Regions from separate parts of the Mus musculus genome. Here region 2 is linked to region 1. A link is a contact called in public HiChIP or PLAC-seq data. All regions are on one chromosome and are shown on one strand. The core of a region is the stretch at or near the end of the contact, and the rest is flanking DNA. Distances in the headings are between cores, read along the strand shown. Region 1 holds the start of Krt222 (keratin 222). Region 2 holds the start of Krtap31-2 (keratin associated protein 31-2).

Region 1 (3,095 bases), core at 587-3,086:
CATTAGCCAGTCACTTTGGTTATGCCAGTCAGTAGGGCACCACCCAGAGTCCCCATCCCCCAGCCTCCTCATCCTACTGAATTACAAGACAGGATGCGTTGGTCTAAATGTTAGGTTGTTGAGTTTTGGGAGGTGACTTACTATGCACTACTTGTTAGCCAAAGCAACTGTATGTTTATTTTCCGGATTTACTTGCATCGTTCTAGGGCTTGAACCCAGGGCTTTGCATATGTTACAATAATATAATAAACCGACTTTGTGAGTTACTTGGGAAAACACATTTCTCTCAAGAACTTTTATGTTACAAAACGTTTTGCTTTTTTTTTTTTTTTTTTAAATTCAAAGTCACTTCAAGCACTGGGACTTGTAAATTCAACTTATAAGTTTACTTTGCAAAATTTTTATTTGGTTTATGATTTTCAAAAGTTGTCCTCTCTTAATATTTTTCTCTATCACGTGGGAAGAGAACAAACTTCTCCTCCATCTAAGCCAAGAGCCCGGTGACCTTGTTTAATCCGTTGAACTGATCATTCTTTTTAAAAACCAAGACTATTACCCACAGGCAAAATTTATAATGATATTGCAATAAGTTACTAACGAAACAAAGTCCTGTGATTTTTTTTTTTAGCTATCATTTTTTTGTTGTTGTTTTGTTTTTGTTTTTTGGCCCTGTTCTTAAGTAAACTCTTTGCTGTGTCCAGGTGCTGGGAATACAATTTGAACCCGGGTATAAGAGGTAAGCTAATAAAACCGTCCTGAGTTTCTGAAACTTTGTTTCCCAAATATTTGCTTTTAAATTTATTTAAATTTGAGGCCTTAATTATTAAAGGCAGGTATTACTTTGAAACTGAGTAGACAGGATTTGAATTGAGCCTTGGTCTGAGTTGGCTCTGTTTCATTTATTTATTTTAAATATCTTGCAAGCTTTGTGTCGGAAGTAAACAGTTCTTCTACCCCCAAAGCAAAAATGGCTACTTTTAAGTGTAGAGTCTCTCACTACTCAGCTGGGGGGATTTTGATTGTCAGATCTGTATTCTTGGTTCTCAAAGCCACATTCACATGCTCAGTTGATTCTATTTATAACAGTCAGTATGAAACCAAGTGCTTGGGAAATATGATAGAAACCTTCTAGAAATATTTTTCTTGCTTTTTGTCTCCCCCCAGAGTGTGCAAGGCAAACAATCTTGACTATCAAGCTTGGAGTCTACAGATGTTATTTAAATTGCCTCTATAATTAACTCCATAATATCTTTGAAGAGTTGTTTGGAATGCTTCCTTCCTGAAAAAAAAAAAAAAAAAAAAAAAAAAAAAAAAAAAAAAAAACCCAAAGAGGTCAGAGAGCACCATTTTATTGCTTGTTGACTCCATGTTTTAGTAATGACGGTCACCTTACGATCTCTATAAAATCCCAATGCATCAATCAATATTTATTGAATGGTTATTCAACAGCACAGCCAAAGGGTTTTCTCCCTGCCTGCCACCCCAGACCCAGTGCAGGAACACCTACATCGCCTCCCCAGTAGATGCTGCGTGGAAAAGGAGATACTGTACCTCAGAGAGGCCGGGACAGGAATCGGGTAGACATGGACTGTCTCCTTATCCTGAAGGTGCCTGGCTGAATGAAATCATTACCTGGATCCGCGTCGACAACACCGTCTCTATCTGATTTCTGGTGAGGAGCTGTTCATAGTTTGCCCTGATCTCATTGAGGAGCTGGGACAGCTCCATTCTTTTCCCATCCTCCACCTTGGCTAACTGGACCTTAGCGATGGGATGAGCCGCTGCGGCAGAGCCTGCCCTGCCTGCGTCGCCAGAGCAGACAGCCCCGCAGAGCCTTAAAGAAGCAGAGATCCATTTCCCCCACCAGAAGCCGGGGGAAACTCCAGGGTTGCTAATTAATTATGCAAATGTTGAGAAACCCTTCCCGCCCATTGTTGTTGATACAGCAGAGACCTTCGGAGTCTCCAGGAAGAGAGGAAAATGACACCCACAGGGTCACTGCAAAGGTTTCCTATGCAAAGTGAATGCTTTGCCTGTGGGGGTGGGGTGCTCACAACCTTAAGCAAATTGTAGTTAGCCAGTCACAGTGGGCAGGCATATTATCTTAGCACTCAGGCAGAATGATCTTGAGTTCAAGGTCAGTCAGGACTTCGTAGTGAGACCCCTGATGGAGAACAAAACAACAGAAACAACGACACCCAAACAAACCACCTCCCAAACCCAAAATAAAACACGAAATTTATTTAGCTTTTCCAACATATTGCTTAGGAATTAAACTGGGGGGCTTTAGAAATGGCTCAGTGGTTAAGAGCACTGACTGCTCTTCCAGAGGTCCTGAGTTCAATTCCCAGCAACCACATGGTGGCTCACGACCATCTGTAATGGGATCAGATGCCCTCTTCTGGTGTATCTGGAGACAGCGACAGTGTACTCATATACATAAAATAAATAATTCTTTTAAAAAAATAATTATACTGGGCTCCAAATATGATAGTTTAAACTTTTCTTTATAGTATTTTAAAAAAAAATGTTTTGATTTTTTAACAAAATGCTAAAGGAGAGGGAAGGCAGAAGGAAACAAAGGGTTAAAGGAATACAGGTGACAAGAAGCAGGCAGGGACTGGTTCAGATGAGACAGGTAAGGTTGTGGGTGGTGGTGAAGGGCCATGGCGGAGGTGGATGCCTACAAACAGGACAATGTCCCATGGAAGGAAATGGTGAAATGGCTTCCCTGTGACTTTGTATGCTAACTTAAGAAAATTAATTTTAAAAACCCCGAATGCTACGGAAAGTCCTCTGAATGTGTTTGTACATGTCCAGCGTTCTGACAGCTACTCTACTCTCGAGTGAGGCAGATGACTGTCATGAGCCGTGGTTCTCAAACGGCCGGCCGTGGACGCCAGCCCAGGAGTAGAGTGTGAGGGATTGAGGTGGATTCCTGAAGTCACTCTTATTCCAGATGAGGCGAGGCTGGAGACGGGCACTGGAGCAGGGTGGGAGCCAGGAGTTAATTCTACCAGGCTTGTGAAATGGAGCCCTTCGGCCCCTGCAATGGGACCCCCACTGAGGGAGACTTTTGCTACTAGAGAGCAGGT
Region 2 (2,977 bases), core at 165-2,664, 690 kb after region 1:
CTGCAAAGGAATGCACAAGCATTTAGTGAGAAGCAAGTGTCCAGGTACCCAGTTCTGTACAGTCAGCAGCAGCATCTAAAACACAAACACTTGTGGCAGCATGGTAATGAATAGTCCCAAATTATTTTCTACGAAAAAGTTTCAGCCAATGAGCTGTGTCAAATTCATCCAGCTGAAAAGTACACAGGAATCAGAGCAAGCAAACTTGGGGTCAGGATGGTGAAGATTGTCACAATCATCCTATGAACAAAGACAGAATGATTTTGATTGGCATTGAGGTTAAACATGATGCCCAGGACTGGACGACAAACAGACCCTGGATGGTAGTAGGAACAGCCTTTGGGGGTGAGTGACATGAAATGATTTGTAGGAACTGGGTTGGTTTCCATTTCTTTAATACTGGTATGGCTGTGTTTGCTCTTTATTCTCTCAAATGAGAAATTAATAATTTACATTTATTAGTATGAGTAGTAGAAAAGGAAGGGGGCATATCTTGGTCCTCACAGGTGAAATGGGTAATAAATTAGGTACATGATTCCTTCATGGAATAGAAAGAAAAGAAATGGAAACTGAAGGAGAAAGGCCGGACAGAGAGATAGGGTTAGAAGTAAAAGAGAATCATGGGAAAGATCACCAGTCTAAGATCCTTGATGCTGCAGACAGCCCCTGTGCACTGGAGTCATCTTGCCCACTCCAGTTTGTCTGGCTCTAAAGCTAAAAGTACATCTACCCCAGGAGCTGCCCCAGTCAGAGTCAAGACTCATGCTCACCCACACATCCCCTGATGTCTGCTTATTCCTAAGTGCTGGGTGTTTGTTTGTTTGTTCCTTCGTTTGCTTGTTTTCATTCCTCCAGTATTGGTTTACTATGCTTACTCTGCTATGAAACACATTGTTCCAGAAACCCTAGCTCACAGCACCCTTACTATGCCTCAGATACACAGTGAGAGGAATTTACACAGAGATTGACAGCTAAGACAGTTTGGAATTGGACATTGCGGGCAAAAAGACAGGGAAATAGGTGTGGAGTCCATGATTGTGAATACACCACACTCATATGCAGAGACATTTATACTTCTAAGTAGGGATATGGGGAGAAGGTTGCAAGAATACAGTAATCTTGATATTGCCATACAGTCAGGAGCTAACGAAGGCCCAGATGACCATCAGAGTTATAACAAAACTGGTGGGATGAATCCCTGATTTGTTGGAAAAACTTCAAGTAAGTCTTCAAGTAAGTTATCACCAGATAAGTAATGAATGCTTGCAAATGATTCAGAGCATTGGGTAAGGAATTCTTCCTTGATGAACACAAATTAAATATGGAAAATAATAAACAAGAAAGAAACCTCCTTCTGATTGGTCCAAACCTTGGAGGCCTGTTGTATAAAAGGCCCTGACTGGAAGAACTTGCTACATTGTGTAAAACTCACCTGGGAATAGACTATCACCCTCCTCTCCTGACACCATGACCCACACCTGTCAGCCATGCTGCTGCAAGACCACCTCCTGCAGGACCTCCAGCAGCTCTGAATCCAGCTCTGAATCCAGCTGCCCTGTGTTCATCTGCTGCGCCCCAAGTTGGTGCAGCACACCCTGTTGTTGCAAGTCTATCTGCTGCCACAGCACCAAGACTGTCAACAGCTGTTCCCAGCTGTGCTGTCCACCAACCTGCTGTGACCCTGCCTCCTGTGACAGCAACTGCTGCAAGCCAACCTGTGTGACCATCTGCTGCAGCACACCTTGCTGCCAGCCCAGCTGCTGCGTGCCCACCTGCTGCCAGCCTAGCCTCTTCCAGCTCTGCTGCCAACCAACTTGCTGTGAAACCAGCTGCTGCAAGACCATCTCCTTTAAACCCTCCTGTGTGATCATTGGCTGCAGCACACCCTGCTGCCAGCCCTGCTGTGTGTGCCCATCTCCCACTGATGACCAGCTCCCAAAGGAACAAAGCCATGCTCCTGCGAGAGCTGGCATGCCCTGTGTGCACGAAGCCACCTCTTAACCTTTGCTGGCCAACTTCATGTTCTCACCAGGGGACCTGACAAATGGAGTCTTTCTTAAGAGATGAAATGCTTTGAGAAAGGATGGAGTCCCTCACCCTCAGCCTCTCATCTCCTGAGACTGTGGATGGTCTTCCTGGATGGCTGATATGAAGGTCTGGCATCAGTTAAAGTTCTGGGCCAGGATCTTTACATCTTTCATCAAATAACTTCCTAAAATGTAACTTTATTTAACCTGTATTTTCTTCTGGGTTACCCCCAATTTTTGTGTACTCTTTTTCTTCTTTCTGCTCACTTCCGATTTGTATCACTAGAAACAAGTAATTCAAATAAACTCTCTGCTGCCATTCATTCCATATTGTCTGTCATTATATTTTGATAAGTCACTTCATGTCAAATCTACTTAATCAAAAGATGTTTAAATACTCAACGAGGCTCCCTTGTATCAGTGACACTCAGCATGCTGTTCAACATCAGATCCATGAAAGGTTTTTATCTGGCACAAATGAAATCTAATACCAACTGATTGCTATCTTCATAGTTCCTCCAACCTCTGCTCCCATAAACCAATGGTCTGTTCCCTTCTTTTCTGTCTGGCTTTTATACACATCATTTAAGCGGATCACATAGCTGACCCATCCAGCAGGTCCAGTTATTCGAGAGTCTCGAGGGGACCTTCTCCTAAGAACCAAATTGGGGGATAGAGAGAGACGAGAACCTTGTGCGAATAATGACACAGAAACGTTCTGAGTTTGCATCAAGGTTCCAATGTATTAGCCAGGCCCAAGGTTTAAATGCACAAGCAAAAGGGGAAGTACCTTTCAGCAGGAAGGATGGGGCAGTAGAATTGCACAAGCAAGAGGGGAAGTACAGGTACTTATCAGCGGGAGGGGTGGGGCAATAGAATTGCACATTCTTTAGGCAGTTACACGGGGAAGCAGGAACTTGGCGGTATCAGAGTGTGGTCAGGACATCCGC

Evidence for each region. HiChIP or PLAC-seq counts read pairs in DNA pulled down with a chosen protein or histone mark.
Region 2: an H3K27ac HiChIP or PLAC-seq map of embryonic stem cells shows a contact between it and region 1, with 3 times the contacts expected there. The contact joins the promoter of Krtap31-2 here to the promoter of Krt222 in region 1. A contact is called at or near these places in 1 of 115 datasets of contacts at active chromatin or transcription factors (embryonic stem cells) and 1 of 9 other capture datasets (embryonic stem cells).

What each region holds. Positions count from the first base shown.
Region 1 is chr11:99,242,311-99,245,405 of GRCm38.p6, forward strand. It overlaps Krt222 (keratin 222), which reads right to left and starts at 1,837. Exons shown (of 6, transcript NM_172946.3): 1 at 1,633-1,837. The coding sequence starts at 1,728. Gm32385 (a long non-coding RNA gene) reads left to right here and starts at 1,585. Exons shown (of 4, transcript XR_389025.3): 1 at 1,585-1,672.
Region 2 is chr11:99,934,877-99,937,853 of GRCm38.p6, forward strand. It overlaps Krtap31-2 (keratin associated protein 31-2), which reads left to right and starts at 1,415. Exons shown (of 1, transcript NM_001025244.3): 1 at 1,415-2,349. The coding sequence starts at 1,468. The coding sequence ends at 2,001.